Linked DNA regions of Mus musculus: region 2 is linked to region 1. Evidence: chromatin contacts called from public Hi-C data. All regions are on one chromosome and are shown on one strand. Each heading gives the region's core, a stretch centred on a gene start, on an enhancer-like site or on the middle of the called end of the contact. The rest is flanking DNA. Distances are from core to core; before and after follow the strand shown. Region 1 overlaps Gm33073 (a long non-coding RNA gene). Region 2 has its middle 22 kb from the start of Gm33317.

Region 1 (3,815 bases), core at 829-3,328:
TGACAAGTGACTAAACCTCTGAAAGTACAAGGTGGCTCCAACTTAATGTGTTCCTTTATAAGAATTGCCATGCTCATAGTGCGTCTTCACGGCAACAGAATACAGACTAAGACACAAAGTGTGCATTGATTGCTTAAACACACACACACACACACACACACACACACACACACACACACACACACACACGAGACAGAGACACTTGAAAAAGCACTTCTATTTGTTGAAGATGTGGCAGACCGCTTGCAATGTTTTGCTTCAGGCCTAGTGTTTTCTGGGATTTCATCTCCAGGTTCTACATTTATGGCTTTGCCCTCTCACAGATGACAGGTTTGCTCAAGTGAGAGGAAAATAACTTAGGTGAATCCATATATTAATGAAGGGTAAAGGGATAAAGCTAGTAGTCTATGTTCAAAGTACTATGGTTTTAATTTTAAGTGTCTTTGCTCTCAGACACAGGCATAATTAATCCAAAAATTGATGCCCCTGAACTCCTTTGGAAAGTTTTCTCTGTATCTAGGCATTTTTTCAGTCAGCAAATTTCTGGAAGTTTGACATCAGTGAGTTCTCACAGGCCTTCCATACTTTGTTGTTGTTTATTCCACTTGACGAATTTATAACATGAGGTCACACTCTATCCATGAAGCTTTGCTTTCCATCTGTTCTCCATCTTTACTCTATTATTAGTCCAGGCTTCTGGGATTTTGATCCTGCTTCATTTCCAGGACCCTTGTTGACGTCAGTGAGCACCCTAGGCAGAGGACTGCATGGTAATCAGCATGGCTCCACAGACTGTCTACAGAAGAACGCTTGGTCTCTGTGATACTGTGCGTTCGTTGGATGAACTCCTGCTTACTTCCTATGAGCAGTGGAGCTCACACCGAATGTTTAATGCAACCTCCAGTACAGGATGATATACTTGCTTCACCACCTATGTGTATTGACTTTCTGCTAAAAGGCTTTTATCATAAATTTAAAGAATTACCCAAATACATCTCAGGCTGTTGCTGAGAATGCAAGGTTTTTAACTATGTTTCTCCTACATTGATTTCAGTTAATATATTTTAACCACCCCCTTATTTTACTATGCCTTTTAATTTGTTATTCATTTGTTTCAAACCAGAACTTTACAGAAGCACTCTAGACCCACAGGAACTGAAATAGTTTGCTTTCATTATCTGGTAGACCTTCTCGAGTCAGTAGCCCTGGCAGAAACCACAAAACTGTACAAACTGGCAACTGTGGGTTTGTCTGTTCTCTATTGATTCTATTTCTAGAAACACACACACACACACACACACACATCAATGAATAAGCTATGTGATGGTACTCTTTAAGCTACCATCAGAAGGGGAATAGGGACATTTTGCAAGCAGGTCAGGATGGGACCTAAGGTTTTTAATTTGCATTTATGCATGGATTTTGATAGCAGTTCTACAACCTGATTTGCCGAAGTCTATTATTTCTAAATATGCTATTAAAATTGTGGAGCACCATGAATCAAATTGTTTAAAATCTAATAAGCTTCATAATAAAATGCTCATATTGACTAGTTTGAATACTTACTTTTTTTTTTCTTCTGAGAACTGCAAAGCAACTCCACCATAATTTTTTAAGGGAAAAATGCACTTATATATTTTTAAAGACTGAGAAGCTGTGACCCTTGAATTGTTCTCCTCTGTGATCTATCACTATGTAGAGTGTTATTTACTTAATAATTTTATTAATTAATTTTGTTATATTGCATGCCCTAGTGAAAAAATTCTGAGTTTGGCTTTAATAGCTGTGTGCCCTTGGACCTTTCTTTTCTCATCCATTAAATACTAAATGATCAAAAAACCTCTAGTGACTGTCCTAATATGCAAATTCAAAACCAGTCTTTGACAGCACAGGAGAAATATCTATAGTGGAAAAGATCATAGGTAGTGGAGAACAGAATACTGTGAAGTACACACATGCCTTCATACACATATACACGTTCAACAGAAAAACCAAAATAGCTCCTCTCTCCTCCTCCCCCAACAATGACAATGCAGCCATCTGTTGGATGTTCCACTTCACTTAGCAGCTGCTCTCAGATACAGAAATCTGCATTCCTGCAGCTTGTGTGGTATGCGGGCAGCATGTGTGGGTACTAGAATTTGACACTCCCACCCAAAGGAATGGCTTTCATTGAATAAAAATGATCACAGGGGCTTCTTATTCTCCCACCTCACAAATGCCTGTTTCCTGACCATTGGTATTTGGGCTATCTCTACTCTTTTGTCTATTAAAATGACTGTCTTAGACATTTCACATCAAGCAAGGATCTAAAATTGAAGAGGGCACTAGGGAAGGGGTTTAGTAAAACTCGTGGCCTGCCAGAAACTCACTCATGAAGAAGAGGGAGCACAGCAGCTGGAACATAAACTTCCATATGACTTTTATTTTGCCCATACCCCCAGCAATGTACTTAAGTACTGAAGAATAACCATTGTTGAAGTGGAATGTAGGAGGCTTGAAAAGCAGCATTAATCTTAACATCAAACTTGGAGAAAATATACACAATGAACCTAAAATAAAGCATAAAATGAACTTTTCTGAATAGTCCCCTCCACAGACCATCTTTCCCATGCTGACATTTGTCTTATGCATATATGTTATATAAAGGCATGTCGTTTTATTTTTTTGTACTTATAGAGGTTGTGAGGAACAGCAGTTACAATCACAAACAAGAAAGTGTTCTGCAGTCTCTCGAAGAGAACCTTGTATAAAATTGGATCCTCTTTTGAGTGCATAATTTAGGACATTTGTTACAAGATTACTGTGGTTTTCTATAAATGTTAGTTTGCTGTATTATTTTCCATGAACTAGTTTTCCAAAACGCAGAATATTTTGCCCCCAAAACATGGAAGCACTAAAGCTCGATGAGACTCTGATTCATGGGGTGTCACCCAGAAACAGCTGGTCAGCCATCTGCAGCCCCAGAGTCCTCTTATTCTTACTATATTCAGCTAATTCTTTATGGAGAGGGGAGGAAGACACATAAATCCTGGGAGAAAAGGCATGGCTTGTGTGAGAAATGAGGACTGACTTGTGCCAACGAAGGGCTGGTGGCCTGATGTGCTAATTGGGAAGGCCTCCTCTCATGCACACTAGACTCACAACTCTTCACTACGTTTGCACTATTTTCTTTGCATCCTTTTCTTTGGAGAAGGGAAAGAAATGATGATATGCCATTGATTGTTTTGTGGGAATTGGTCCAGATGAAACCTCCCTCTGGAGACATAACCAAACATTTCAAAGCAGTCCTGAGTGTGCAAGACCAAGGACAAGCCTGGTATTCTGACCTGTGTGCTTGTCCTCTCATCTCTCAAGTGCACTAAACTAGACCTTTTTAAAGCAATAGATCTTGTGGTAAAGCATGTTGGGCATAACAAATAATACAAGATTAGGAGTTGTTTTTTTTTTTTTTATTTTTGTCAGAAACATTATGGTAAAAAAGTAAAATTTTAGGCAACATTCCTTTACTTTAAAATTGGTAATCCTGTATTAAAGTTGTGTGCACCCAGAATTACCTTTTTGTTTTGCTTTATTATTATTATTATTATTGAATTGGCAAGGGACCCTATTGGCAGAGGAAAGGATGGCTGCTGATGTTATCCTCTTCAGCCAGATGAGTATCCTTGAAGCAACTCATTCAGATATCCAAGACAGATGACGGTTGACTGTGTGGAATGGAAGCTGTTGGTAGGTGCCCTGGTGTGTGCTGCTCTCAGATGAGTGTAATGATAGTTTAACCTGATCCTGTGTGTCTCTGGAGAACATTTTGGCCA
Region 2 (3,997 bases), core at 771-3,270, 370 kb before region 1:
AACATAACTATACACTAATCTTAAACTACTCTAGGATAGCTAGAGGATGGGAGACCAAAGCTACAGAAGACAAGTGTCCTTAAGAAATAATCTGAGAAAAGGCAGGCTGCTGATACCTTGCCTAGGGTTTATCCAGGTCAACTGTCAGGCAGAGGAAGAAAAGACTGCAAGCATTTGACAATAGTTTTTTTTTTTTTCTTCTCGCCATAAACTACATCATATTTTCTTATACAGAGTTTTCACAAGTTTTGACAATTTTAATCTTTTGAAAAAAATGCAAAGAATTTTGAAGAATGAAAGAGGAATTAGGAACAAAAAGAAGAATGAAACGTCAGAGAACATCCTAAGCTTCAAACAACTTCTTCATGAATTTTCCACGTGAAACAAGCTGCAGTTCAAATGGGACAGGAATTATTTCAATACTTGTCTTAGGGAAAAATGAGTCTCAAAAGTAGACAAAGTGGCTCTGGAGTTCTGATCCCTGGGACTCTATCGTTCAGGTCAGCAGCAACTAGCCACATCAGGCTATTAAGTGCTGGAAATGTTCCTAGTCCTATTTGCAGTGTGCTGCAAGTGTGAAAACCACAGCAGATCTCAAAGATATAATGCAAATAAAAGGAATGTAAACTATGCCATTACTACATTTTAAAACTAATTACATTATGGATACGTTGGGTTAAATAAGATACTTTGCTGAAATTAATTTCATCTGCTTCCATTTACTTTTCAACATGGTTACCAGGAGAATTAAAATGACTTTTGCATTTTGCATTTAGAGGTTGCATTTGATTTATATAGCTACATGGAGTATGCCATCTCTTCTTTTTCAGAAAACAAGTAAATAAAAAGATCTTCAAAGGAAGATCTGTGTGCTAAAAGTTTGAAGCAAAGTATTTGAACATCCATGGTAAGGGTGCCTCTCCATTTTATTGATCATGTTCAATTCCATTAATAAAGCATCAATCCATACCAAACATTAACAGTAGAATTTATGAAGGTATTCTAGATGTTATGTGGAGCCGAGGTTTGAGATTCAGAGCAGAGCGTTCTCGAACTAGATCCTCATGGATAGAGAACTCTAAGACAGAGTCTTTTCATTAGACATTGGCAAGTCTGCTCTAGGAGCCACAAATGTGGTAGAAGTGAACCTGAGACGTTTTTGGCTGGATTCCTATTTGGTGTCAAGTATTCAAGGGCATTTTGTCATTTGCACAGAAGGAATATTTGTGGGCTGTGATATAAACATATTCAAAAGGACTCCACTCATGAGTTGAGACCTTTGGCTGAGGACATAGGAAGAAACCATATTAAGGAATAGTTGTATAAGAGAAGTATCTTAAAGTAGGAACCAGGACACAATGAAAAAGACACGCCTGAGAGTATCTGTGCTTCTCACTTGAAAGGAACATTGCTCAACAGCACTCATGTGCAGTAACTTAGGGATAATTTATTAAAGCCACTTCTATGAGCTCTATGGAAATACAACTCCATTCTTGGGGAAACAAATGAACCTATTATTTCACTGAGAACACCTCTCATTAGTACTACAGTTTTGACTCAGGAAATATTAATATTTCTATAGTAACAGCTTTGAAATTTAAAAAGCAACAAAGGAAACTTGAAAGATGAGTGTAATTTTTCAAGATTTGAGCCAAAATGTGGGGGGCACACATTTGTATGGTGTATGAAATGGATTTTTACTTGAAAAAAATTCTAGTTCTAGTAGAAATGTGTCAGTTTGAAATTAATAACTGTTTTCCTTCGGTGCAGCCTGTGTAAAGAAACCGCTCCACTTCGGCACAGTTTCCCTTCCTTCCCAGATACATGGAAATTCACGACTGTTGCTGACAAACAAAATACCACAAGATTTGTCATACAAATCACATTATAAGAGGTTCCAAAATCTTGACAACGTTGACAGTTGTTTTCAGCAAATGGCTGCTTTCCTCTGCACTGTCAATGTTGATGTCCTTCTGCACATGTAAAAGAGCAATGTGATTAAGGCAAGCTTGTCCACGCTCTATCTGAGCCAAGTTTCCCGTCTCCGCGAGGCACTGAGAGATTGCTCAGCTGTTGTAGATAAGGCAGGAATAGCTAGCAGATTTCTGCCATTTAAAAAAAAAAAAAAGAAACCCAACGTTCTTTGGGCATGCATTTCTGTAGGAATTCACCAACATCTGCTGCTGACCCAAAGTATCCTATAGAAGTAGCACATTTAATTTGTATAAGCAATTCACAATGACATTAGTCAAAATTCATCGCCTTACAAAAATGATGAGGTCTGCTCACCAAAAGAAGATAGGTTGAAGCTGATTAAGTGTTTATTCTTGAAGTTGTCATTGGAGCTTCGGGCCTCATAACTGTTTGGCCCATCCTAAATTTATTTTCTGTGCATTCTCTAAATTATATTTTACAAGAGAAACTTTTTAGAGAAAGAATAAAGAGCTATGAGATCTTGGTGATTCCACAGAAGGCCTACATTTCACACTTATCTTTTTTTTTTATAGGCTCTCTGAAACTGTTTGATTTTTGGAAGCTAATTTATTCTGGAAGAATTTTGTAGTTGAATTTTAGTGTGATTTAAAATTGTCATATGTGCCATCCTCAAAAGAACATGCAAGATTTAGGTATCTCTTGTTGTCAGGGTAACTTTGAGAATCTGTAATTTCTTTGATTTTTGGACAGTAGCTTGTCTACCATTTTATTTACCAGTGCTGATTTAGAGAATCTACTCTCTGTCTGTATTTGACTTTGTTTCTTTTGAAATATGAGCACAGTTCAGATAAAAATAAAGAACTCTAGTTATTCTGGAGAAGTTGAACCTGCCCCATGGTACAGCATGTGTTGCTTGATTCATCTATTCTCACTCACGGTCACCATCTAGTACAGCTGCATGCATTAACTGTCTGGCTTCTCTTTGAAAATCTTAAGCCACATTCTTGGGAACAGTTGCTTCGTGTTGGTTGAAATTCTCAGTGGCACTTTTTTCCATTCACAGGAGCCAACAGCCTCCAAAGCAGACACATAGTTTCCAAGAACTCAGGCATAGTTCATGATTCCTGAATTTCAAATATTTCTTGTAGGAATCGGAATACCATGTACAATGTCTAAAACCTTTGCACTGGGAATTATAAGAAAAGTGCACATTTATATTGTCAAGTCAGCATACCTGATTTTAAATATTTTCATTCTTATGTCTAGCAGAGGGACAGTTTGAAAACTCACTCATAAAAAATTAATCCAATGGCTGTGAGCAAGCAATTATTTAAAGACATTAGCTTTCAGAAACATCAGAAGGAAAGGGATTGTGAATGGAATTATTGTATGCTTTTACAGAACAGCTCTGTGTTGTCTCATCCAGATTCATAATTTCCTGTGCACCTTTAAGGTTTTCTAAAAATATAGCAATTGAAAGCTCGAATTTTAGGTCCCAAATTACTGCCTTTCAGATCCATTGAGACATCTCAAAAATGGGTCAAGGTAACAATGCATAATTGGTAAGTTAACAAAAGTAACTAATGGAAATAAAATGAGAGTCAATATAATTGTGATAACCTGTAACACCTGTCTTTTTCAATGTCAACCACACCACAAGGCTGCAAGAGCTATCATCTTTATTTTTATGTAGTTAGCAGAAGAGAAGGAAGAGATTTCACATATAGTGTTCAGATCTTCTGACTACAGCTACTGCTTTAAAAAATACATAGCATCTAATAACAAAGACTCAAAGTAAATTTAAAAACCAAACTCTATACCAGTAAAGGAGAGTATTCAGGCCTGAAAACATGCATAAACTCTCATTTTCTTACTAACTTTTATTTCACGAAAGTTCCTCAGATTTTAATTTTGTAAAGTATTATCAGGACCATATTGACAAGACTGTTGCAATGGAAATATATTTGAATTTGGGTGGTAATACTTAATTTACAATATTTGTGCTGTTCTAGGCTCCAATCTTTTTGTTGGTATTGTTTTCAATTCCAGAAGCACAAAATCT

The links. A called contact is a pair of places that touch in the nucleus more often than the background predicts.
Region 2: a Hi-C map of forebrain shows a contact between it and region 1, with 5 times the contacts expected there. The contact joins two enhancer-like sites. A contact is called at or near these places in 1 of 15 datasets of contacts at CTCF or cohesin (large pre-B cells), 2 of 484 Hi-C or Micro-C datasets (cortical neurons and forebrain) and 1 of 115 datasets of contacts at active chromatin or transcription factors (large pre-B cells).

Annotation. Positions count from the first base shown.
Region 1 is chr13:83,109,949-83,113,763 of GRCm38.p6, reverse strand. The region is part of intron 1 of Gm33073 (a long non-coding RNA gene); the gene reads left to right. Among named protein-coding and RNA genes, the nearest start is that of Gm33073, 8.7 kb to the left of the region's middle. Within about 2 kb of position 2,078, at least 69 of the 459 cell types and tissues checked have an H3K27ac peak or open chromatin away from gene starts, as enhancers often do. A contact at or near this core is called in cortical neurons and forebrain, where this site is marked.
Region 2 is chr13:83,479,509-83,483,505 of GRCm38.p6, reverse strand. No RefSeq gene overlaps it. Among named protein-coding and RNA genes, the nearest start is that of Gm33317, 22 kb to the left of the region's middle. Within about 2 kb of position 2,020, at least 12 of the 459 cell types and tissues checked have an H3K27ac peak or open chromatin away from gene starts, as enhancers often do. A contact at or near this core is called in cortical neurons and forebrain, where this site is marked.